7 separate regions of the Mus musculus genome follow, and regions 1, 2, 3, 4, 5 and 6 are each linked to region 7. The links are chromatin contacts, called in public HiChIP or PLAC-seq and promoter capture Hi-C maps. All regions are on one chromosome and are shown on one strand. Each heading gives the region's core, a stretch centred on a gene start, on an enhancer-like site or on the middle of the called end of the contact. The rest is flanking DNA. Distances are from core to core; before and after follow the strand shown. Region 1 holds the start of Sema4c (sema domain, immunoglobulin domain (Ig), transmembrane domain (TM) and short cytoplasmic domain, (semaphorin) 4C). Region 2 holds the start of Lman2l (lectin, mannose-binding 2-like). Region 3 holds the start of Kansl3 (KAT8 regulatory NSL complex subunit 3). Region 4 holds the start of Rev1 (REV1, DNA directed polymerase). Region 5 holds the start of Cnnm4 (cyclin M4). Region 6 holds the start of Cnnm3 (cyclin M3). Region 7 holds the start of Inpp4a (inositol polyphosphate-4-phosphatase, type I).

Region 1 (3,053 bases), core at 172-2,671, 740 kb before region 7:
GTCAAGGGCTGCGTCCCCTCCTCCCCGGCTCTGACGAACGTTCTTAACTCCGGGATTGCACCTCGGGGACCATGCACTAGGCAGTAGGCAAACGGAACGGATCTCCACTAATCTAGACGCTAGGGGCTGGGAACAGAGATGCAGAATCTGAGGATTGCACCCCAAAACAAAGGTTCCTAGCCAAGACCCGGTCTCGGTCTCCCTACTGTGGACTCTCCCCTCCCCCAGCTCCGGGGATTTGAATGCAAACAAAGCGGCAGCGCTGGGAGCGTGGCAAAGCCGGGCTTGCGGACGCCCCCTGTCGGCCAAGAACCTCCGCGCGGGAAGGGCGGGGGGCTGGGGCTGCCTTCCCCGGAGCAGTCCCCCCTGACACACCCTCAGTTTCCTCTCTGCCAATTACCCTAGGCTGGGGTCAAAACCCGGTGGTGCGCTCCGAGAATCTGCAGGCGTAGCGGTGACCCAACCCCCAAGCTCTTCCCGAAGCAAGGGACACGGACAGCCAAGGGGATGGAGGGGTGCAGGACCAGGATTTGCACCCCACACTTGCACACCCGGTCGTGGATTGCGGCGCTCCAGAGAGGGACCGGGCGGCGGAGCTTTGGCTAGGGGGCTGGTTCTCAGTGCCAGCCCGCCTCCGGAGCAGAACGGGAGGGCGGGGGGCCGCGCTAGGGAAATCCGATCCCACAACATCGGCCACGGTCCAAGCCCGCCCCTAACTTTCCGTCGAGGTGGGGGGAACCCGAGCAGTTCGCGAGCCTGGCAAAGATTCGGACCGCGCGCTGGACAGCCCAAGGGTCCCCCACTGCCCCTAGCGCTGTCCGTACCCCCAGGCTCCCGCTGCTCCGGCCAGTGGAGCTGCAGGCACTGCTTGCCTTGATGCCGATCGCCACTGGGCAGCCCGCGGCGGACTCAAGAGGGACCCGGATCGGACAGCTGTCTTTGCTGTCGCCCCGCCCTGCACCCCTAGACGCTGTCCTCTAGCGCGCGCGCTAGCCCCTACCCAAGCAAGGGGACAAAGCAGCGGCCCCGGGGCCCCACCGCTCCGGCCTCACTCACCTCTTTCGTGCAGCTCCAATCCCTGGGCGCTGCCCTCGCGTTTGACTCCGGCCACCGTCCTCCCCTGCCCCCGCGCCGCTCCAGACTGCGCCCGCCCGCCAGCACGCTAAGGCTGTCCCGTGCCACCGCCCCTCGGTCTCAGCACGGCTCTCGGCGCCCCTGAGCTCGGATTCGGCGCTCCACCGCGCCGGGCGCCGGTTCTTTCTCCGCTGCAGCCGCCGCCACCGCCGCTCTCCGCCCCCAACCCCTTGACGTCAGGCAGAGGGTGTCGAGTGGTGGCCGGGGGCGGGACGCGAAGGCCCGCCCAGGAGGGGGCTGCGACCCGCTGCCTTGCTTACCCGGCACTGAGGCTTGGGGACCCTTTACGACTCTTGCAGCTCGTGAGTCAAGGTCTGCGCCACAGCGGCCGGAGGCGGGGAGGGGGCGGGGTGGGGGGCGGGGAGGGACTCCAGGCGTTGCCACCGGGAACTGCACGAACTGCACTCACCTGGTGAAGTGTGCCTTCAAGTCCTGAGGCGGGATGGGCTCTCTGGAAGGGTTGAGGGGCTTCCCCACGCTCCAGTTACGGGAACGAAAACTGGCAAACCATTTTGGGACTTGTACCCGAAGGGGGTGGCGTAGCAAGAGAAGAAACTGAAGGTTCTCTCAGGTGCTAACCACAGTGGTCAGTCTTTTGACTCCAAAGTTGTCCTCCTTTCTGGCCCTAACCCTTGGACTGGAAGGAGCAGCTCACAGGCAGAGGAGACCCCAAGACTGCAGGCAGCTCCTAGTTTCCAGGCTCCAGCAGAGCCTACCCCCGGGAAATGACTCTTGGTGTGGCTTGGAAGGCTGATTAACTAGAGGCACGAGCGCGCCACGGTTCAGATGAAAGAGGCTGGAGGGAGCCACGCAGCGAACCACCACCACCTTCAGAACTGCCAGCCTCCGCCCACAGGCGCTCCTAGAAGTAACTTGTAGCTGTGGCCTCCTGGACGGTGCTGGCTGGCAAATCCTTCCAGCCAGCTGGTCCTCCAGTGGGCAGGTGGACTGAGAAACCTCGGGGAAACTGCCCCAGCGGTACCTGGAGACCACCCCTAACCAGAATCAAAGGACAGGGACGAAGGGAAGGAGGCCTGGAGGTTTCTGTGGTAACTTTGAGCCCCAGGGGGCAGTCCCGGAGGGGAAAAAACACTTCAGACCCCATAAGTAAAATCTGGAGTATAAATCAGTCCGACAGCAGCTTTTGTTCTGGGCTAAAACGTGGCACCTGAGAAGTGAAGAGCAGAAGAGCAATGGGAGTAATCGAGAATGGCAGCCCAGTTTGGTTTCAGTAACAATTGGGTCTTTACTGGGACACAGAAGGGCCCCTTCTCCCTCGCTGGCCAGAGCCACGTTTCCCAGCTCCTTTCCATTAGGAAACAAAGCTGTGACCTCAGAGATAGGAGGCAGGCCAGCTATTGCCAGGGGTGGGCAGGGAGGGTGTCCTATGGAAGCTGGCCAGGGAGGGAGCCATGCACACTCCTCTTGACCAGGCTCCTGTTCATCTACTAAGGGCAAGCCCCACTCCAAGCTCAGGATTCGCTAAAAGCTAAGACTCCTCAGCTCCAGGAGGCTGAAACAGGACTTCCAAGCCAGCTACTGTTTCTCTCACTGAATAAGAGATTAAGCAAGATACAAACAAACAAACAAAAAAAGGGCTCAAATCCACACAAAGAGCAAGGTGACATTTTTAGTGAGATCCTGGCGCTGGACGCAGTCTATATGGTCCATCCCACCTGCTTGGGAAGGGAGAGGTAGGAAAACTGTGAGCCCAGAAGCTCCATCCTTTCAGCAGTCAGCAACCATGAGGCTAACCTCCACTTCCTGCTGTGTTTCCTTCTCACCTGTAAGCCTTGCCCCTAGAAATGAGGGCTGCCTGGTAGTGATCTGAGCTCCCTGGCTCTACCTCCAAGGTGGCCCCAGTGGAAAGTTTCAAAAGGTTTTAGTTTCACTGGCAGGGACAGTATTCTGTACCTTCA
Region 2 (3,228 bases), core at 179-2,678, 850 kb before region 7:
ACCCACCACAGAGCTGTCATTTACACATGGCACAGTAACAGTAGTTGAGATCTGTATGTGTGGGTGAACTTTAGCACTATGAAAGGACAAAAATTTTGTCATTTATATTAAAAGAGATATATTCTCAAAAGCCTATGAGCTTAAACATATTCTTTTAAAATCAATCTTTCAGGCCGGGCAGTGATGGCACACACCTTTAATCCCAGCATTTGGGAGGCAGAGGCAAGCGGATTTCTGAGTTCGAGGCCAGCCTGGTCTACAGAGTGAGTTCCAGGACAGCCAAGGCTACACAGAGAAACCCTGTCTCGAAAAACAAAATAAATAAATAAATAAATAAATAAATAAAATTTAAAAAATAAAATAAAATCAATCTTTCAAGTGTAGCTGATTATCCCCAAATCCCTTAGACTAAGTATAAGTACCCCCAGGGTGAAAAACCAGACTAACCCATAGTATCAGCAGGGACCAACACTAAGGAGGTACTACAACCAACCAGTAAAATAATGACATCTTAGTAACAGAAATGACATCTTAGTAACAAAAATTCAAACTGCTTTCTGCAGTTTAAATTTGTGTTTCCTGCACCCCCTATCCACAGCTCTGCGAGAAAAACAAACTTGTATTAAGCTCTAACAGCATTAATTTCTCTTCTTTGTAGACACCTGTGTCAATTTTCTGACACTGAGCTGTGCTTAGAGATCTAGAAATCCCTGAAGAGAGCAATGCTAACCAGCCTCTTTCATCATCAGGGCTCGCGGCCTGGGAAGGAAGGAGCAGGTGTTCTAACCAGCAAACAGACTTTTTTCCCCCTCTCCTTCCTCAGTCCGACCGAGTTCTACCCGGGTTCTTGCTTTCTATCCAGAGCAGCCACCACTCTATCCCGACACCGGCTCATCGCTAATGGTCCTCAACCATCCCTCATTTATCTCAGTTCTCTCTCCTCATATTTCTGTCCAACTCCAAACACCTCTTCCTTCGAGCCTGACACTAGTGACAGCTGAGAGCCCTACCTAGACCTACTAGAAACTTCTAGCGCTCGGAAAGGGGCGGGGGTGGGGGGCGGACCCTTGTCCTTCGGACCTGTGGCTCTTCAAAGGAGCGGAGATCCTCGGGGCGCCCCCTCCCGCCGGGGACTGCGTCCTCGAGCTCAGTCCCGACTCGGTCCCCAAGCCCTCCCTGCACGACCACCTCGCCCCGGGCGCCTCACCCTGGTAGGGCTTCGACAGCGAGTGCTCCCGTTTCAAGTACTCCACCGCTTGACCCGCCCTGACATGCCGCGGCCCCGGCCCAGACCCCAACAGAAGGAGAAAGAGCAAAAGCTTGGCCCCGTCCCGAGCCCACGCGCGCCGCCGCCACCGCTGCCACCAGGAGGGTCTCGAAGCCGCCGCCATCTTTCCCACCGCCGGCCCTTCATCAAAAAGCCCGCCCCGTGGCCCAACCCATTGGCCTGCGGAACCATCGGCCCGATCTCCCATTGGCTCCTGGAGAGTTCCCTCCCCCGCAGGTGAGTATCCCACCGATTGGCTGACTAGTAGCAGTTGCCTTGCCAACCCAGGCAAGGGGCGTTGCCGAATGTCCAGACTCCCTTCTCTGCTTTTGTCCCAGGCTTCACCAGGCCTGCTAGTAATAGAGATTCTTAGTTTGTTTCTGCATTCTATAGTAAATTTAAAGCGATAAAACATTTTTTTTTCCCGATTGTCACTGCCATTTGTACCTACCTGGCCGCCAAGCTAACAGCCAAGAGGGCATAGAAGTAAAAAGAAAAATAGACAAATCCGTGACTAAAATGAGTGGAAGGAACTGAAGACTAGCTGTGTTGGTAAAGAACTTGACTTACGATGTGGGAAGGCATTAGGTCATCCCAGCACTCTGGAGACTGAGGCAGGAAGGTGAGGAGTTCAAAGTCAACACAGTGAGTTAGGGAGTGACCTAAGTAATTCATTAGAATGAAACGACTGGTTCCAGGGTGGTGGTGGTGCACGGATTGTATCCCAATGCTTGGAGGCAACGGTATTTGGATCTCTGAGTTTGAGGCAAGCCTGGTCTACAGAGCAAGTTCTAGAATAGCCAAGGCTACACAGAGAAACCTTGTCTCAAACAGGCAAACCAAACCAAAGAAACAAACATCTGGCAAACTGTCTCAAACAGGCAAACCAAACCAAAGAAACAAACATCTGGCAAACTGTAAAATGTGTAAAGGGCAGCCTGGGTTACATGCTGGGTTGACGAGCACAATCAACCAACATCACATGATGATATTTATAGAAATTAAGTGTATGCTAAATTCTGTGTGAATTTTCAGGGTTACATGCTTTTATTGTGCAAACCTTGTTCCTTGATTTAAAATGATTGGTTAAATAGAATTGACTACAGCCAATTACTGGAGGGAGGGATTAGAGGTAGGTGGGTTTTAAGTTACTTAGTTGAGGGTGGAGAAGAGAGCAGAAGGAAGAGAAACCAGGGGAGAAGAGGAAGAACGAAAGAAGGGGAGGAAGCCTCCAGGAGACGAGATGGACTATGAGTCCATGGCCAGAAGAAGCAGCCAAGTACTTAGGCTGTACCACTGGGGAGGTAGCCAGGCCAGCAGTTAGAAGAGTAGATTAGGGGTTACCCCTAGAAACTGTCAAAGCCAAATAAAATAACCATAGTCTGAGTCTCACTTACTTGTAAGCTGGTCAGGGATAAACTTAAATTGGTTGTACTACACCCCAGAGTTCATATTTCACCAAGTTCCAGCTTCCTGCCTGATTGCTCACTTCTTTCAGAAAACTAGCTTCCTCTTACCTACTTCCTCCTGGAGGCCTCCCTCGACCCCACTCAGACCCGACCGTGTGTGCATTGCTGAGCTCTGACTCTGGTCCATAGATAGCTACAATGGACTTATCAGACTTGTGTCTACATCTTCCCAATAGACACAGTCAAAGCTAACTCTCTTCCAAACATGAGTAAATTTTACAGAGAAACAAGATGTGAGCTTGCCTCAGAGAAGATCAACTCTTGAAAGCTGACAAAGCTACCGATCTTTTACAACCCTATCTCGAGACAGATAAATGGTGACAAGACTTTAGGAACTGCAGTTAATCTCTTTGCCATTCACTTACCACAAAACCATTTAGGACCCACAGTGGCCATAGAGTAACTTCCAGTCACCCTAGTTTGGCCACCCAAACCCCATAGGAACCGATCAGATCAGTCTGTACACATGTCCATTAAAATGGGTGTCACCGG
Region 3 (3,187 bases), core at 536-3,035, 930 kb before region 7:
TTTTTGTAAGGAGGTAAGAATTGAAAGCAATGTTTTGGGAACTGTCTCCCAATCTGTGCACTGAAGCCAGAGACTCAATGATAGATTGTAGCCACTGCCAAACAAACTAGATGCTGCAGTAAAGGGAAGAAGGAATTATCTAGTTACTGGGAACTAAGCAAGCTAGGCTGTTTTCCTTTGCGCATCTCCCTTTCCTAACTCATGTTTGGCAATGTCTGTGTAGGTGTCCAACTTTGCCCTGCCGTTCTGATGCTGCTCATCCAAGCTCTCCATTCACCCTGCAGCCCCAATCACTCCTAAGAACATCTAAGCCCCGCCACGCATCACTTCCTTAAGAAGGAAACCCAAACTCACATGGTATTCTCAAACTCACATAGTATTCTCCTGCTGCCGACGGGGGGTTACAAAGAGCATGCGGGTGGGGCGGGCACTACTGGCATCTGGGTGGGCACTCCACGGTTTTGCATAGCTATGATCCAGGAAAACGAGGTCCAGTTCCCGCTCATGCACTGAAAGCTGGAAGAGCAGGGAGGTACCCATCCGCCGAGCTGAAGTCTGGAAGTCCCTCTCCCCACCCCGGTGGGCCATGTCAGTAGTCAAGCAGCCAAGTCAGGGTGTGAATATCTGCATGCTAGTCACCTGCAGTGAAAGGGGGCTTGTGAATTCAATAGCTTCCATTTCTCCCAACTTTCACTATCAAAACATGTCTTTATGCTCAGCATTCGATCTTTGATTATGCACATCTATGTGTCCTCCCACACCGCCACCAAACAGAACGGTGCCATACACAATTTTATAACTGTAAACTGACAAGACTCCACAGTTCACAAAAACATGACCTTTGCAATTGCCAAGGCGTGGTGACGCACGCCTTTAATCCCAGCACTGGGGAGGCGGAAGCAGACGGATCTCCGGGAGTTCAAGGGCAGCCTAGTCTACAGAGTGGGTTCCAGGACAGCCAGAGCAATATATTGAGATCCCATCTCAAAAACAAAAACCTAAATTTGCTGGGCAATTTTCTTCCTGGGTGGTAAAGGTTTTTGCAAACCAGAGGGATCACAAACATGAATTCATCAAAAGCTAAAGGTCCCTACTTTTCGTCCCCTAAACAGGACGTGGGCAGGGCTGGTCTGCTCGGGTGGCCCCAGCACAACAGGCGGGCACCGCGGGCCTCCAAGCTTCATTGCTTTGGGCTGAGGTCAAGGGGACTCTCCTAGGGTCACGCTCCACCAAAGGTTTGCATCAACCTCATGGTACTCCGGAGTTTTGGGAAGAGAAAAACTAGAGCCCGCCCTCAGCCCGGCCGGGCCCTCAGAAGGCCTCTCCTCCTTCGCCCTCCCTCGGCGAGGCGCCCAGCAAACGGCCCGCTCCTCTGAGAGGTTCCCGCCACGGAACCGCAGAACCTCAAAACGGCCCACCCGGGCGGCGGCCCCGGAGCCCGGACGACTCGGCCAAGGTCATCCCGAGTTCCCGGCGAGGAGGAGCCGCCCGGCCCCACCTCCCCTCCCGGGGCCCTCCTCGGCCTCGCGCCTCGGCCGCCCCAGCGCCGCGTCTGCCTCCCGCGCCCCGCCCGGCCGGCCCGGCCTGGCCCGCGGCTTCAGCCCCCGACCCCTCATGCCCGCGGAGCCCCGAGGGCTTCTCCGAGCCCGCCGCCCAACGCCTGGAACCCCACGGGCCACCACCCGCGCCGGGGCAAAACCGCGTCTCACCCGCAGTTGTCGGCCGCGCGCTCGCCCGAGCCGGACCCCAATGCGCGTGCGCCTTACCTCCCGGCGCCTTGGGCTCTGAGGAAAACGCGGAAGCAGATCGCTCTCCCGGAACCGCGCGGCGGCGAGCGGCAAAGCCCGGAGCGGATCCGCGCCCGGGACCTGGCTAACCTGTGGGGAACGCGGAAAGCGCGCGCGACTCCCGGGGCAGAGACGTTCTCCCTCTGCGTTTTCTGTGGGAAAAGTGAGGACAAAGAGCAAGATAGTTCAGACCACCCCAGCGCTCGGTGTCCCCTTCCCTGTTACAGAGCTGGGTTCAATTTGCAGTGTGCGGGTGGGGTTTATTTCAGCCCATCGGGGTTTATAATCCTAGCACTCTCTGGAGGCTGAGACAGGAGGATCGAGGTGAGTTCCAGAACAACCTGAGCTACACCATGACACCCTGTCTCAAGACCTCAAAGCAAACCAGAGAGATGGGGAGATGAAGAGAGGGAGGGAAAGCTTTGCAGAATGTTGGGATACAATTCTAGGGCTCTGCGGAGTTTAATAAGAAACTGGTACAGCTCAGACTAGGATGAGGTGGAAGATGAGGCAGAGGACAGATGTAAGGTTCAATTTTTTTTTCCCCCAGGTTTTTTTAATTAGGTATTTAAAAGGATCTTTACCAATCCTAAATCAGATAGGGGACTAATATCCAATATATATAAAGAACTCAAAAACATGGACTAAAGAAAACCAAATAACCCCATTAAAAATGGGGCTCAGAGCTAAACAAAGAATTCTCAACTGAGGAATACCAAATGGCTGAGAAGCACCTGAAAAAATGTTCAACATCCTTAATCATCAGGGAAATGCAAATCAAAACAACCCTGAGATTCCACCTCACACCATCAGAATGGCTAAGATTAAAAATTCAGGTGACAGCAGATACTTGCAAGGATGTGGAGAAAGAGGAACACTCCTCCATTGCTGGTGGGATTGCAAGCTTGTACAACCACTCTGGAAATCAGTCTGGTGGTTCCTCAGAAAATTGGACATAGTACTACCAGAGAATCCAGCAATACCTCTCCTGGGCATGTATCCAGATGTTCCAACTGGTAATAAGAACACATGCTCCACTATGTTCATAGCAGCCTTATTTATAATAGCCAGAAGTTGGAAAGAACCCGGATGTCCCTCAACAGAGGAATGGATACAGAAAATGTGGTACATTTACACAGTGGAGTACTACTCAGCTATTAAAAACAATGAATTTAAGGTTCGACTTTTAACTGCTTGGCTCAGCCTTTTTCTCAACTTTGAAATGTGCAAATGCCTAAACCCTGATTCACCAGGTTGCCAGGGGAATGCAGTCAATTATTTCTGCCACCTGTCAAGAGCTCCATTGATTTCTTGATGGCAATTACTATGAGCGACCCCCACCTCCCGGTCTTAGAACTCAGTGTTATTGGTTGTTTTTTCATTTATGGAGGGGATGGAGA
Region 4 (3,051 bases), core at 396-2,895, 830 kb after region 7:
TAAATATAGGTCTATGTAGCCTCTGGAATGTATTTACTGTGACTGGTTGTTGGGAACAGGCTTTCCTTCCTTTCCATTTAGAATCTTGGTTTTCAGTGTTAAAGAAGTGGAGTTACGTATTTCAGCACATTAATTTTGAAAATGTGTATTTTTCTACCTGAGATGACATAGAGATTTAATGTTAAAAGTGATTCCCACCCTTAAGAAAATGAACAAATATGCATTATTTACCATAAAAAGGAGTAAAGTTTCATGACAAGATACACGATTTTGGTACATACTGACCTCAAAGGACCTACAAGACACAAACAAGAAAACAGAAATTCAAGAAAAATGGCAAGTAAGTAGTCTAAGCAATGAACGAGTGCACTCGTGCAGACTGAAGTCCTGGATGGAGAGCTCCAGGTAAGCTTCCAAGTGTCCATCACAGGTAGCACTGGAAGGGCCGGAAGGGTATTCTAGCAGCATTTGCCTGGGCAAAGCCCGGTCAATATGGGAAAGCAAACTTATGGAGTCTTGCTAAGCTGAGCTAATGCGCACTCCATAGGAACAAGATTGTGGTATTATTACTCTACGTAAAGGAAGAACAGGTACTAGAGAAGCCAGAGACCAAGCAAATAATTTAAGAGCTGTTACATAGCCCTTAATAGTTACAAATCCTTTTTATGAGGTCTCTTGTTTTTATCTACATACCATTTCTACTTTATACCCAAGAAACACCAAAAAACACACGGTGAAATCCTAGGCATGTATCACCTGTAGTGTTTTTTTAAACAATCAAGGAACGATACTACAGGAAAGTCCGGGCTTTGCAAACCCGGGACAGGAAGAGTCTCCAAACAAACAAGTGCCCCCTCGGTGCACCCCGACTGTTATTATAACAGCACACCCAAGTGTGAACTGAGCACCTGTACAAACACTTGGGGACAGGTGTCCTGCACATGAAGGGGACAGATAAGTGACAAGGGAAAAGGAGTGAGAGAAACACTGCCTCCGGGATGCCTAAGAGCAAGGCAGAGGGGAGAAGCCGATGCACCGGGGACGAGCGAAGACCCGCGGCGCGGGCCCCGGGTGCCCCCTGCCACGTTCTGCAAACGCTGGCGGAGCGGACACTCGAACGCGCGAGGGAATGAATGGCCGGCCAGGCGCCGGCGCAGGAGGAACCGGTGACTTGCGACGCCAGCGGCGGGACTCGGAGGCAGGGCCGCGGGCGCCCCGATCGGCGCGCGACGGAGCGCCGGGTGTGGAGCGGGAACGGGAGGTCACGCGTTACATAACCCGGCGGCCGGAGGCGCAGGGGCGACGCGGCGCGGCAGGCAGGAGGCCTCGCGGCAGCACCGCGAGCCCCCGGCCTCGGCGCCTCGGGCCGCTCGTGCGGCGGAGGCGGGGACGGCGGAGGCTCGGTACCCCTCCCCCACCCGCCGGCCCGGGGGTCGCTCACCTTCCGCGCCGCCCCAGGCCACCATGCCCGGGCCCAGCCGCTTCCTCGGGCCTCGCGGGCGCCGCCGTCGTTCAGTGTCCTCCCCGCGGCTGAGGGGAACGCCGGGGAAGGCAACCGGTCAGGCGGCCGCCCAGCCGCACCGCACCGCACCGCGGCCCACGCTCCCTCAGTCGCTGCGCCCGCCTCGCGCCTCCGCGGCAGCTCCGCCCCTCCCCCGCCGCTCCTCTGGCGCGCGCCCGGCTCCCCCTCCCATCCACACCGCGGCCCGCTGGCCCGGCCCCGCACGCACTCACCGGGCGCGGCGCACGCGCGCTGCTCGCGCCCGGCCCGAGGCGACCCCGGCCCCGCCCTCCTCTCGCGCCGGCGCCCGCGGGGAGGGGGGGTGGAGAGCAGCGCCTCGGCTGCACGTGACCGTGCGGCTGGCTGGGCGGAGGTGGCGCGGGACCCGCCGCATCACCACGCTGCCTCCCGCCGGGGCCGGCTAGCTAATGGTGCTGCAGCGACGCGCAGCCGCGCCCCGCCGTGCCCCGCCCCGCCCCGCCCCGCCCGGGCTCCCCAGCCGCCGCGGAGGGCGCGGGTGCCGGGACTAACCGGGTAGACGACCGCGCAGGGTCGGCCGAGGCGCGAAACGCGTCGCCGCACCGCGCTCCGATTGATGTGCGGCGCCACCTAGCGGCGGCCAGGACGCTCACAGGCTAGCACATGCTCGGTCGGCGAGCGGAGAACCGCGGCCCACACGGGTCTGCGGGAATGCCAGGTCACTTGCTGGCAGCCAGCTAGGCTGTGTCCAGACACGACGTCCCTCACAATCTTACCACTGCCGGTCCTGTGCTCTACCTGCCTTTCCCACTTGCAACACACAGACCTGAAGAAAATTGCTTTCCCTTGTGATGGTTAAAAACAAACAAACAAAAACAAAAAACCAGCAGCTACACAATTTATTCGTGGATGTTAAATACACCTAGCAAAAAAGAAAAAAAACAGTCTCTTAAGGCCCATTTCCCCCGCCTCTGTAGTGTCTGTTCAATGGGAGACTGCATGGTTATTGTGATAGTCTTTATTGTTGGAATGCTCAAACATTAAGCCAACCAACTCCTCGCCCTAGACTGAACACTTTTGTTCCTTCCCCACCTTAAGACTTTTGAAAGGAGTTTGCAGGCACTTAGAAAACAGTAGTACTCTTTTTAAAACTGACTTTGCAAACCTGAGGTTCCTTTCCCAGAGAGACAGGAGATAATCGAAATCTCTCTCTCTCTTTCTGTGTATGTATATGTACATGGGAAATATATATATCTGTCTCGATTTTAACCTCTCCCCCTTTGCTCCACTTGCTCGCTCTCCTTTATGAATTCAACTTCAGTATTCCCTCCCAGCTCTGTTTCTCTGGACCCACAATTGAAGAGCTAGATACAGTGTAACTGCAGGAGTTTCAGAACGAGCTGCAACACCACCAGCTTGTGTTCGGAAATACCGCTGGGCGGGAAATGAGGCTTGTGAGGAGTTTTGAAAAACTGTCTCTACACAGCAGTTATTTCCAATGAGAAAAACACCAAAACTTTATTTTTGAGACTGAAAAATAACTTGTGAATACTTTTCCTCTTCTTTCATAA
Region 5 (3,012 bases), core at 105-2,604, 830 kb before region 7:
ACATCCAAGTGGGGCTGACCAGGAAGCAGTGATCTCAAGGCTAGAACAGCAGCCCCACCCCTCAGTTCATTTCCACAAGCAGCTGCCTCAGCTGGCCAGTCACCACAATTTGGGGTTAAGGGTATGGTCCTGAAAGAGCAGGCAGCAACAACTATTACTACACAGGCAAAGACTATTCACAGAGAGTTGTTATGTCATATTCGGTGTGTAAGCCAGTTGTTCTCACGTGCTTAGCCAGGTGATGCTGTGTTATCACTCTTCCTGCCGTCAAATTAAAAACTAAAACCATAACTAAACAATAAAATCAATCCAGGCATGGTGGTGCATATCTGTAAACCCTGCACTTGGGAGGTAATGGACATAGGATCGGGAGTTCAAGGTCAGCCTCAGATTTGAAGAGTTCAAAGCCATATCGGGCTATGTAAGACCTTGTCTCAAAAAAAAAAAAAAAAAAAAACAAACAAAAAACAAAAAACAAAAACAAAACAAAAAAAAAAAAACCAGTCATTCTTACCGCCATTTACAGACAGGGACTAGGATTAACGGTGAAGATCTGAAAGGCCTAGGATTTTGTGCCTAGGTTCAAAATTTGCATCTGTAAGAAGTAAAACACTTAGTGTTCCTGTGTGTGTTTACTTGCTTATTGCGCTCCCCCTCCTGCCCCCGTATGGCTTGTCTTGTTTACTGCCATTTTTCTGATGATAGGCTGTAAACTAAAGATGTGCAAGAATTTTGGCTTGTTCATTGCCGTATCGTTAGAGTATGAAACAAGAGTACATGTTCAATGAAAACTCATCCCTAAATAGAAATGACAGGTGAAAAACCTAGGTCAGAGCCTGGTCCCTCAGCACCTTAGGGGTCTAGACAGAACCGAGGAGTGGGCTGGGGGACTTCGGGGGCAGTGACAACCTATTTCTGGCATTGGGTCAAGGTCAACGAAAATCCCAGAAGTAAGGAGGCTGTAACGCCAGCCTGAACCCTCAGGTTCCCTTTTCTTTTTCTAAACCAGGAAATGCATTTTTCTCGCTGTGCCCGCGGAGAAGCACCACCCGCCCCAGAACGGAGCGACAGAGTGCAGGGGACCCGGAAGCAACCGAGCGCGTGGGGCTTGGGAGCCGGGCTCCCTAAGGAGGAGCGCGGGAGAAGCCCGGTGCCGCGCGGAAGCTTGGCTGGGCGCACCCCCGCTGCGGGCTCCCGCGCTCGCCCCGCGCCGTTCTACCTTAAGGGCGCAGACCTCCTTAAGCCGGGCGCGCGAGCCGTGGGTAGGGGCGGGACATCGCATGCAAATAAGGGGCGTGGGGCGGCGGGGCGGGGCGGGCGGGGCGCGGTCTGACGTCAGGTCCTCGGCTGGGGCAGTTGGCGCGGCGGCAGCGGAGCGGCAGGAGGGCAGGAGCGGAGGCGCCGAGTGAGGCGCGCGGCGGGGCGCGGGCAGCGGCGGGGCCGGAGCAACATGGCGCCGGGGGGCGGGGGCGGGCGGCGGGACGGCTGGCCGGCCCGAGGGCGCCTCCTCCTGGCTGCGCTGCTGCTGCTATGGACGCGGGCGGCCAGCGGCCAGAGCAGCCCCCAGCAGAGCGTGATCCTAGGCATGAGGCTAGCGAGCTGCAACAAGTCGTGCGGGATGAACCCGGATGGCATCATCTTCGTGTCCGAGGGCAGCACGGTGAACTTGAGGCTCTATGGCCACAGCCTGGGCGATATCTCCAGCAACCTGATCTCCTTCACCGAGGTGGACGACGCCGAGGCGGTCCACAACTCCACCAACTGCCTGGAGCTCACCAAGGACTTAGTGGTCCAGCGGCTGGTCAACGTGAGCCGCGGGAACACGTCGGGGATGCTAGTGGTGATTACCAAGTTCCTGCGGAGGAGCGAGAACATGAAGCTGTACGCGCTGTGCACCCGGCCCCGGGCCGACGGGCCCTGGACCAGATGGACGGACAAGGACTCCCTGCTCTTCATGGTGGAGGAGCATGGGAGGTTTCTGCCGCTCTGGCTGCACATCCTTCTCGTTATGGTGCTGTTGGTGCTGTCGGGCATCTTTTCTGGCCTCAACCTGGGGCTTATGGCCCTGGACCCGATGGAGCTGCGCATCGTGCAGAACTGTGGAACTGAGAAGGAGAGAAAGTATGCTCGCAAGATAGAGCCCATCAGGCGCAAGGGCAACTACCTGCTCTGCTCGCTGCTCCTGGGGAACGTGCTAGTCAACACCTCCCTCACCATCCTTCTAGACAACCTCATCGGGTCTGGCATCATGGCAGTGGCCTCCTCTACCATTGGCATTGTCATCTTTGGGGAGATCTTACCTCAAGCCCTGTGCTCCCGGCACGGGCTGGCTGTGGGTGCCAACACTATTGTTCTCACCAAAGTCTTTATGCTCCTCACTTTTCCCTTGAGTTTCCCCATTAGCAAACTCCTGGACTTCGTCTTAGGTCAGGAGATTCGCACTGTTTACAATCGGGAGAAGCTGATGGAGATGTTGAAGGTGACAGAGCCCTATAATGACTTGGTGAAGGAGGAGTTAAATATGATCCAGGGTGCCCTGGAACTAAGGACCAAAACTGTGGAGGATATCATGACCCAGCTACACGACTGCTTCATGATCCGCAGTGATGCCATTCTGGACTTCAACACCATGTCGGAGATTATGGAGAGTGGCTACACTCGCATTCCTGTGTTTGAAGATGAGCAATCCAATATTGTAGATATCCTGTATGTCAAAGACTTGGCTTTTGTTGACCCGGATGACTGCACCCCGCTCAAGACCATCACTCGCTTCTACAACCACCCGGTACATTTTGTTTTTCATGACACCAAGCTGGATGCCATGCTAGAGGAATTTAAGAAGGGTAAGGACTGGTGTAGCTCCTGGTTAAATGTCCTTTTGATACCTCTCGTTCCCCTGAAGCATCCCCTGCATGCTCTCTGTCTGCAGGTTTTACTCTTCTGTTTGTGCGATTTATTCTGGGTCCCCCTGTCCATGGCTTCCTATGCTTCTGGTGTGAACGTTATCAGGCG
Region 6 (2,976 bases), core at 144-2,643, 790 kb before region 7:
GGTGGATTTCTGAGTTCGAGGCCAGCCTGGTCTACAGAGTTCCAGGACAGCCAGGGCTACACAGAGAAACACTGTCTCAAAAAAAAAATTGATGTTTGTATGTGTATGTTTGCGTGTATGCACATATGCCATGTGGGACTGTTTCAGTTATGTCTACAGAATCCATTTTAGAAAAAAAATTCAAGAGGCTGGAGAGATGGACTCAGTGGTTAAGAGCACTTACCACTCTTGCAGAAGGCCTGGTTCCCAGAACCAACATGGTGGCTCACAAATGTCAACTCTAGTTCCAGGGGATGTAGTGCCCTCTTCTAGCCTCCTTCGGCACCTGCATACACAACACACATACATACACTTGGGCCCACACAGACACAAAACAAAACAAAACATATGTATAAGATGTGTACATGTCTTAGTACATTTAGGGAGAAAGTAGAGAGAAAAATGCAAAAAACAGGGATACCCATAGAGAAGCTAATCCCATAAAGACCACATACAATGAACGAAGAATGCTCCATCTGATCATGCAGGTGTCTTCCAAAATAAGGACAAAAAGAACCCTCTCAAACAGCTTTCTCAACCCGAGGAATCAGAATAAACTGTGGTTGTGAAGCTAGCATGTATGGAAATTCCTGACAGCTGCTATCTCCCTGCATGGCTGAATGACCCGAATGTCAGGTGCATGTCAGAAACCAAAGGCACACAGAATCAGTCTCTAAACATCGTTTTATTGTAAGCTTAATTACATGAAACAAGTGTGAAGATTCAAGGAAACAGATTTTTCTGGGTTTGAGTATTTACTATGGACCTTCCTATCAAGGCATCTTCCTCAAAAGCAGGTGTCTGTCTTGATATCCACAGAGCCCAACGCAAAGCTAAGAGACTTTAGCTTTAAAACAAACCAATAGAGCTGGGTGAGGTTAAGAATGTGTGCTGAGGACCAGAGTTCAGTTCCCAGCACAGCTTCCCATTAGCTTGGAACTCCAGCTCCAGGGGGAATTCGACGCCCTCTTGCGTCTGCCCAAAGCACTGCCCTCGCAAGCGCAAACCCACATACAAATACAAATGATAAGAAAATGTTTTAAACAAACGACTCCAGGTTTCCCTGTGCCCAGTCCCTGGTTCTTATTCAGCCCTTAGCCTTGCTGGCCAGAGGGTTAATGACCTTCCTTTGCTCGTCCACACGCGCCGGGAACTCCGAGGCCGTCCCAGACAGCCGCCCCGCGTCCTCCCTTGCCTGCGGAGCCCCACGCCCCTCCGGCTCGCCCCGCCCCGCGCCGCTTGTTTACTCCCCGGCGCAGCCTAGTTCTCCCCAGAGCCCGCCCCCGCCAGCCGCTTATTGGTCAAAGTGACGCGGAGGCCCGCGCCGATTGGCTGCAACAACAGAGGCGCGGGTGAGTGGGGTAGGCTGCGCCCGAGGCCCAGAAGGGGTAGCAGGCCATGGCGGCGGCTGCTGCGGCTGTGGTGGGTTGGTTGGGCTGGGTGCTTGCCGCGTTCTGTCTGGGCAGCACCGCAGGGGAGGCGGCGCCGGCGCCGGGCGCGGGACTGCTGAACTTCTGCACGGAAGAGGACAGCGCACCGGGCGCGGGCTCCCTGCGCGGAAGGGCAGCGCCAGAGGCCACTTTGTGCTTGCGACTCTTCTGCTCCGGCTTGGCCAACAGCTCCTGGACCTGGGTAGCCGCCGAGGGCGCAGGCTGCCCGGAGGGCGGACGGGCCACGGAGCCCGAGGAGGCGGCCGCCCCGACGGGCGAGTGGCGCGCGCTGCTGCGCCTGCGCGCCGAGGCCGGCCACCCGCGCTCCGCGCTGCTGGCGGTGCGCGTGGAGCCGGGTGGTGGGGCCGCGGAGGAGGCGGCGCCGCCCTGGGCGCTGGGGCTGGGGGCGGCCGGGCTGCTGGCCCTGGCGGCGGTGGCGCGCGGCCTGCAGCTGAGCGCGCTGGCGCTGGCGCCGGCCGAGGTGCAGGTGCTGCGCGAGAGCGGCTCGGAGGCGGAGCGCGCGGCGGCGCGGCGCCTGGAACCCGCGCGGCGCTGGGCCGGCTGCGCCCTGGGCGCGCTGCTGCTTCTGGCCAGCCTGGCGCAGGCGGCACTGGCCGTGCTGCTGTACGGGGCGGCGGGCCAGCGCGCCGTGCCCGCCGTGCTGGGTTGCGCGGGGCTGGTGTTCCTGGTGGGTGAGGTGCTGCCGGCCGCCGTGAGCGGACGCTGGGCGCTGGCGCTGGCGCCGCGCGCGTTGGGCCTCAGCCGCCTGGCGGTGCTGCTCACCTTGCCCGTGGCGCTGCCGGTCGGGCAGCTGCTGGAGCTGGCAGCGCGGCCGGGGCGTCTGCGGGAGCGCGTGCTGGAGCTGGCGCGCGGCGGCGGCGACCCCTACAGCGACCTCAGCAAGGGAGTGCTGCGCTCCCGGACCGTGGAGGACGTGCTCACGCCGCTCGAAGACTGCTTTATGCTGGACTCCGGCACTGTCCTAGACTTCAGCGTCCTCGCCAGCATCATGCAGAGCGGCCACACGCGCATCCCAGTGTACGAGGAGGAGCGCTCCAACATCGTGGACATGCTCTACCTCAAAGACTTGGCTATCGTTGAGCCCGAGGACTGCACACCGCTCAGCACCATCACCCGCTTCTACAACCATCCACTCCACTTTGTCTTCAACGATACCAAACTGGACGCTGTCCTGGAGGAGTTCAAGCGAGGTAAGGGGACGCCCCTGTTAGAAAGGCCCCAGAAAGTGATGGCCTTGTACCTGCGAATGACCTTTGGAAATATTTAAAGACCCACCTTTTAGAAGCGGAAGGAAGTGCTATGGGAGTCTGATGCGGGAGGATCGGAAGGTGGTTACCCTGTTTGTTAAATAGAAAATTTTAAAAAAGTTGGGGATGTAGCTCAGTGCTTGCCTAACATACATGAAGCCCTGACCATTACCCAGTACCACATAAACCCAAGCAGTGGCCTACCTACTTAGAAGGATGGAAGCCGGCCTGGACTAAAG
Region 7 (3,122 bases), core at 82-2,581:
AGCTGTGCAAGCTAGCTTTTTGTTGTTGTTGTTGTTAGGTGGACACAAGCTAGAATCATCTGAAAAGAGGGAACCTCAGTTGAGAAAATACCTGGATCAAATTGCAATGTAGGCACCCTGTGGGGCATTTTCTTAATGGTTGATGTGGAAGGGCAAGACCTAATGTGGGTGGTGCCACCCCAGGCAGGTGGTCCTGAGTTATCTAAATAGCAGGCTAAGCAGGCCATGGAGAGCACACCAACAAGTAACTTTCGCTCCTGGCTTTTGCTTCCATTCCTGCCTCTAGGTTTTTGTCTTGAGTTCCTGCCTGATCATGGACTTGTAGCCTGTAAGCCAAATAAGCCTTTTCCTCTCCAAGTCGTTTTTGGCCAGTGGTTTAACCCAGGAAGAGAGAAAGCAAATTAAGACTCTGACCATAAAATTTATTATCTCATAGGAGAATGCTTTTGAGATTGAAAGGGGGATTTCTATTAATTTTACCGTAAGAAAATCAGGTATATCAGTCACTTGAATTTTAGAAGATGAAATAAGGACAATATTTTTAATTTTTCTAAGCATGTTTGAGTTTTTTGGCTTTTGGCCTTAGGGTTAAGGTTCAATCAATATTTTCTCCCCTTCATCTGATTAATAAAAGATAAGCATTTGGTAATAAGTTACTCTTTAGAAGATAAAAGTGGGTGTGGTGGTGCATACCTGTACTCTCAGCCTTTAGGAGGCAGTGGCAGGAACATGAATAACACGAAGGGCAGCTAGTGAGTGGGTGACCAACCTGGATTACCCTGTTCAAAAAAAAAAAAAAACAACCCAAAACGAAACAGAACAAGCAAAAAAAAAACCAGACAAATGAGGTGTAAAAAAACCTGAAAAATGTTTTTGTTTGTCCATTTAAGTTTCCCCTCATCAGGTAGAAATGTTAACGTTACAATAAAGTTAAAAACGATCAGAGGCAGGGAGCCCCTGTCTCAGTGGAAATAAATAAGTAATAAAATAAAAAAAAATGTATCTCCGAAAGTCCTGATTGGTCTTCTTCCCTATAGAAAAATAGAATTTTGAGGAGGAAGTGTTAAGGTCCGTTATCTTTTGGGTAGACTAGGTCTGGAAGGAAGTTCAAAAGACTACAGTTTGTTGGTGGCCACGCCCACTGAGTGATGGATCAGCTACACCTGCACTTCCGACCTCCAGCGTTTTTCTAGAATCGCTTGTTCTCTGGGCAGAAGCCTCAGGGCATGTGAAGGTGGAAAAACTCCCACTCCTGGGTGACGTCACATAAGAGGGTGTGACCTTTTGGGAGGTGCGGCTTCCTAGGGGCGGAGCCAGGGAGGGAGGGGGCAGGGCGGCGGTCGGGGAGTGGGGCGCGCATGCGCGGTGAGGGGGCGGAACCGGGGCGGGGTTGTGCGCTGTGTTCTGAGAGAAGGCGGTGGCAGGATTCGGGCTGCGCGGGGACGGCGGGTTCGGGTCTGGGGTGGACGCCACCGGCCGGAGTGAGGCGGCCAGGAAACAAATCCCGGCCGGTCTTCAGGACCGGACAGCAACCAGCGGGGCCGAGGCCGGGGTGTGCGGCCTGGAGGACAGAGGCCAAGGCTGAGCAAGTGTCCGGGCCGGGGCGCGCCAGGTAGGTGGGCCGAGCTGGGCCGTGCCAGGTCCGGTGTGCCGGGCTTAGCGGAGTGGGCTGGGCGGCTGGGAGCTGGAGACACTGGGAACCCGGCCCGGTGGCGCCCGCGGTTGTCATGGCAGTGGTACAGCCTAGCGGTTCGCTGGCCGCGTCTTTGGAGCGCGATCCTAGACTTGCGGTCCCCTTGCCGCGGGCTTCTCGGGGAGCCGTGCGATGCTATACAACGCGCCCGCCGGCTGCATCTCTGCTGTATCCCATAGGCATCCGACGCTGAAGGCCTCGCGGTATCTCGGGTGTCAACACACCGGGTAAAAATAAACATACATGTTGGTGGGAGACACGGACTCTACGTCCTCGCAACTCTTTGAGCATTTTCTGTTCGCGCATCGGCCAGGACAGGATCTCCCTCACCTTTGCTTTATGTATTTTATATTCTTCTGGCTTTCCTAATAAGCTAATTGAGGCCTGAGAGGTTTGCAGGGATCCGTGGTCGTCTTTTGCAAAGCCAGTCATGAATGTGTAGGCCACGGAAACACTCAAAATGTCAGACACAAATATATATCTTTGTGGGCGAAGGGAAGGAGTGTTGATGGGCCTTGGTTTCTCTTGCCCCTTCTCTCCTGCCCTCTGACATTACATAATGGTGGGTTCCTCCTGCCTGGATTTGACAGCTCATGAAAATGTCTCTCTGGGTAAGAAGGAAGTAAGTATTGGCCGTTGTAAATCTTTGCCTCTTAATGTGTTTGATGTTGAGAGATTGCCTAAGAGTAGAATGTGATTTGTCACCTGCCAGTTAGGGCCTCTGGGCCAAGGGGATGGGGGTGGGGTGGTACGGAAGTTGGGGTGTTGCAGTAATATTCTGCTTCGTTCACTCCTGTTCCCCGGGTGGGTTGTGTGGACAATGGGGACATCACAGGGCTGGGACATCACACAGCTGGTTGATCTGGGTGTGAATCCTGAAGGTTTTGTCACTTGCTAACTCAGGTTCTCAAGACCCTCATCAGTAAGAGGTGTAAACAGAACCTCATTAGCTGCGTTTGTTTTGAAATCTAATTGCCAGTGTCAGGCAGTGAACAGCTATAGGTTGTCCTACTTAGCCTGGTTGTTGGGTGAAGACGGAATTTTTCTTTGGATCTGGACTAGGGCCCTTGTTTGAGGACTGCTTTGACAAAAGGTTTCTCTTCGAAAATTCAGTTCTTTCATTCGAGGAGGTCTGTGTATTGGTCTGTACCTGTGGTGGTATCAGGAGATTGAAATGCTGTTTCCTGGGTGGCACTACATGTGAACACCGTTGCCTGGAGGTGTGTTCCCTGTGTCTTGTCAACATGATGTAGAAGAGTCAAAGTCACTAGGATGGTCGTCTTTAAAGACTGGGCTTACCGGAGTGGATGTTGGGTAAATACAGAGAAACCAGAGGACTGTGTTCCTACAGTGAGAACATTTGTCATCCTTCCTTAGCTACTTGACTTGGTCTAGCTACTGTTCCTTTCAGAATCTGCTTAGGCCCCCA

The links. Promoter capture Hi-C pulls out the DNA fragments that hold promoters and counts their contacts. HiChIP or PLAC-seq counts read pairs in DNA pulled down with a chosen protein or histone mark. Capture Hi-C pulls out chosen DNA fragments and counts their contacts.
Region 1: a promoter capture Hi-C map of liver shows a contact between it and region 7, with 3 times the contacts expected there. The contact joins the promoter of Sema4c here to the promoter of Inpp4a in region 7. A contact is called at or near these places in 7 of 39 promoter capture datasets (the HPC-7 cell line, embryonic stem cells, hippocampal neurons and 3 more), 2 of 484 Hi-C or Micro-C datasets (embryonic stem cells and muscle stem cells), 2 of 115 datasets of contacts at active chromatin or transcription factors (astrocytes and embryonic stem cells) and 2 of 9 other capture datasets (adipose tissue and liver).
Region 2: a contact with region 7 is called in a promoter capture Hi-C map of adipose tissue, with 2.8 times the contacts expected there. The contact joins the promoter of Lman2l here to the promoter of Inpp4a in region 7. A contact is called at or near these places in 1 of 115 datasets of contacts at active chromatin or transcription factors (bone marrow-derived macrophages) and 2 of 9 other capture datasets (adipose tissue and liver).
Region 3: a promoter capture Hi-C map of adipose tissue shows a contact between it and region 7, with 3 times the contacts expected there. The contact joins the promoter of Kansl3 here to the promoter of Inpp4a in region 7. A contact is called at or near these places in 3 of 39 promoter capture datasets (liver and pre-B cells), 1 of 115 datasets of contacts at active chromatin or transcription factors (bone marrow-derived macrophages) and 2 of 9 other capture datasets (adipose tissue and liver).
Region 4: an HNF4G HiChIP or PLAC-seq map of pancreatic cancer cells shows a contact between it and region 7. The contact joins the promoter of Rev1 here to the promoter of Inpp4a in region 7. A contact is called at or near these places in 1 of 39 promoter capture datasets (pre-B cells), 2 of 484 Hi-C or Micro-C datasets (the N1E-115 cell line and embryonic stem cells) and 1 of 115 datasets of contacts at active chromatin or transcription factors (pancreatic cancer cells).
Region 5: a promoter capture Hi-C map of liver shows a contact between it and region 7, with 3 times the contacts expected there. The contact joins the promoter of Cnnm4 here to the promoter of Inpp4a in region 7. A contact is called at or near these places in 1 of 39 promoter capture datasets (the HPC-7 cell line), 1 of 115 datasets of contacts at active chromatin or transcription factors (bone marrow-derived macrophages) and 2 of 9 other capture datasets (adipose tissue and liver).
Region 6: a promoter capture Hi-C map of liver shows a contact between it and region 7, with 2.5 times the contacts expected there. The contact joins the promoter of Cnnm3 here to the promoter of Inpp4a in region 7. A contact is called at or near these places in 1 of 39 promoter capture datasets (liver) and 1 of 115 datasets of contacts at active chromatin or transcription factors (bone marrow-derived macrophages).

The regions. Positions count from the first base shown.
Region 1 is chr1:36,556,960-36,560,012 of GRCm38.p6, forward strand. Sema4c (sema domain, immunoglobulin domain (Ig), transmembrane domain (TM) and short cytoplasmic domain, (semaphorin) 4C) reads right to left here and starts at 1,422. Exons shown (of 15, transcript NM_001126047.3): 1 at 1,057-1,422.
Region 2 is chr1:36,443,843-36,447,070 of GRCm38.p6, forward strand. It overlaps Lman2l (lectin, mannose-binding 2-like), which reads right to left and starts at 1,429. Exons shown (of 8, transcript NM_001013374.2): 1 at 1,208-1,429. The coding sequence starts at 1,391.
Region 3 is chr1:36,367,396-36,370,582 of GRCm38.p6, forward strand. Kansl3 (KAT8 regulatory NSL complex subunit 3) reads right to left here and starts at 1,786. Exons shown (of 22, transcript NM_001310513.1): 1 at 1,710-1,786; 2 at 374-639. The coding sequence starts at 588.
Region 4 is chr1:38,128,021-38,131,071 of GRCm38.p6, forward strand. It overlaps Rev1 (REV1, DNA directed polymerase), which reads right to left and starts at 1,646. Exons shown (of 23, transcript NM_019570.4): 1 at 1,442-1,646.
Region 5 is chr1:36,470,243-36,473,254 of GRCm38.p6, forward strand. Cnnm4 (cyclin M4) reads left to right here and starts at 1,355. Exons shown (of 7, transcript NM_033570.2): 1 at 1,355-2,843. The coding sequence starts at 1,451. Gm33454 (predicted gene, 33454) reads right to left here and starts at 1,527. Exons shown (of 3, transcript NR_168706.1): 1 at 1,220-1,527.
Region 6 is chr1:36,510,474-36,513,449 of GRCm38.p6, forward strand. It overlaps Cnnm3 (cyclin M3), which reads left to right and starts at 1,394. Exons shown (of 8, transcript NM_053186.3): 1 at 1,394-2,680. The coding sequence starts at 1,438.
Region 7 is chr1:37,298,507-37,301,628 of GRCm38.p6, forward strand. Inpp4a (inositol polyphosphate-4-phosphatase, type I) reads left to right here and starts at 1,332. Exons shown (of 26, transcript NM_030266.4): 1 at 1,332-1,612.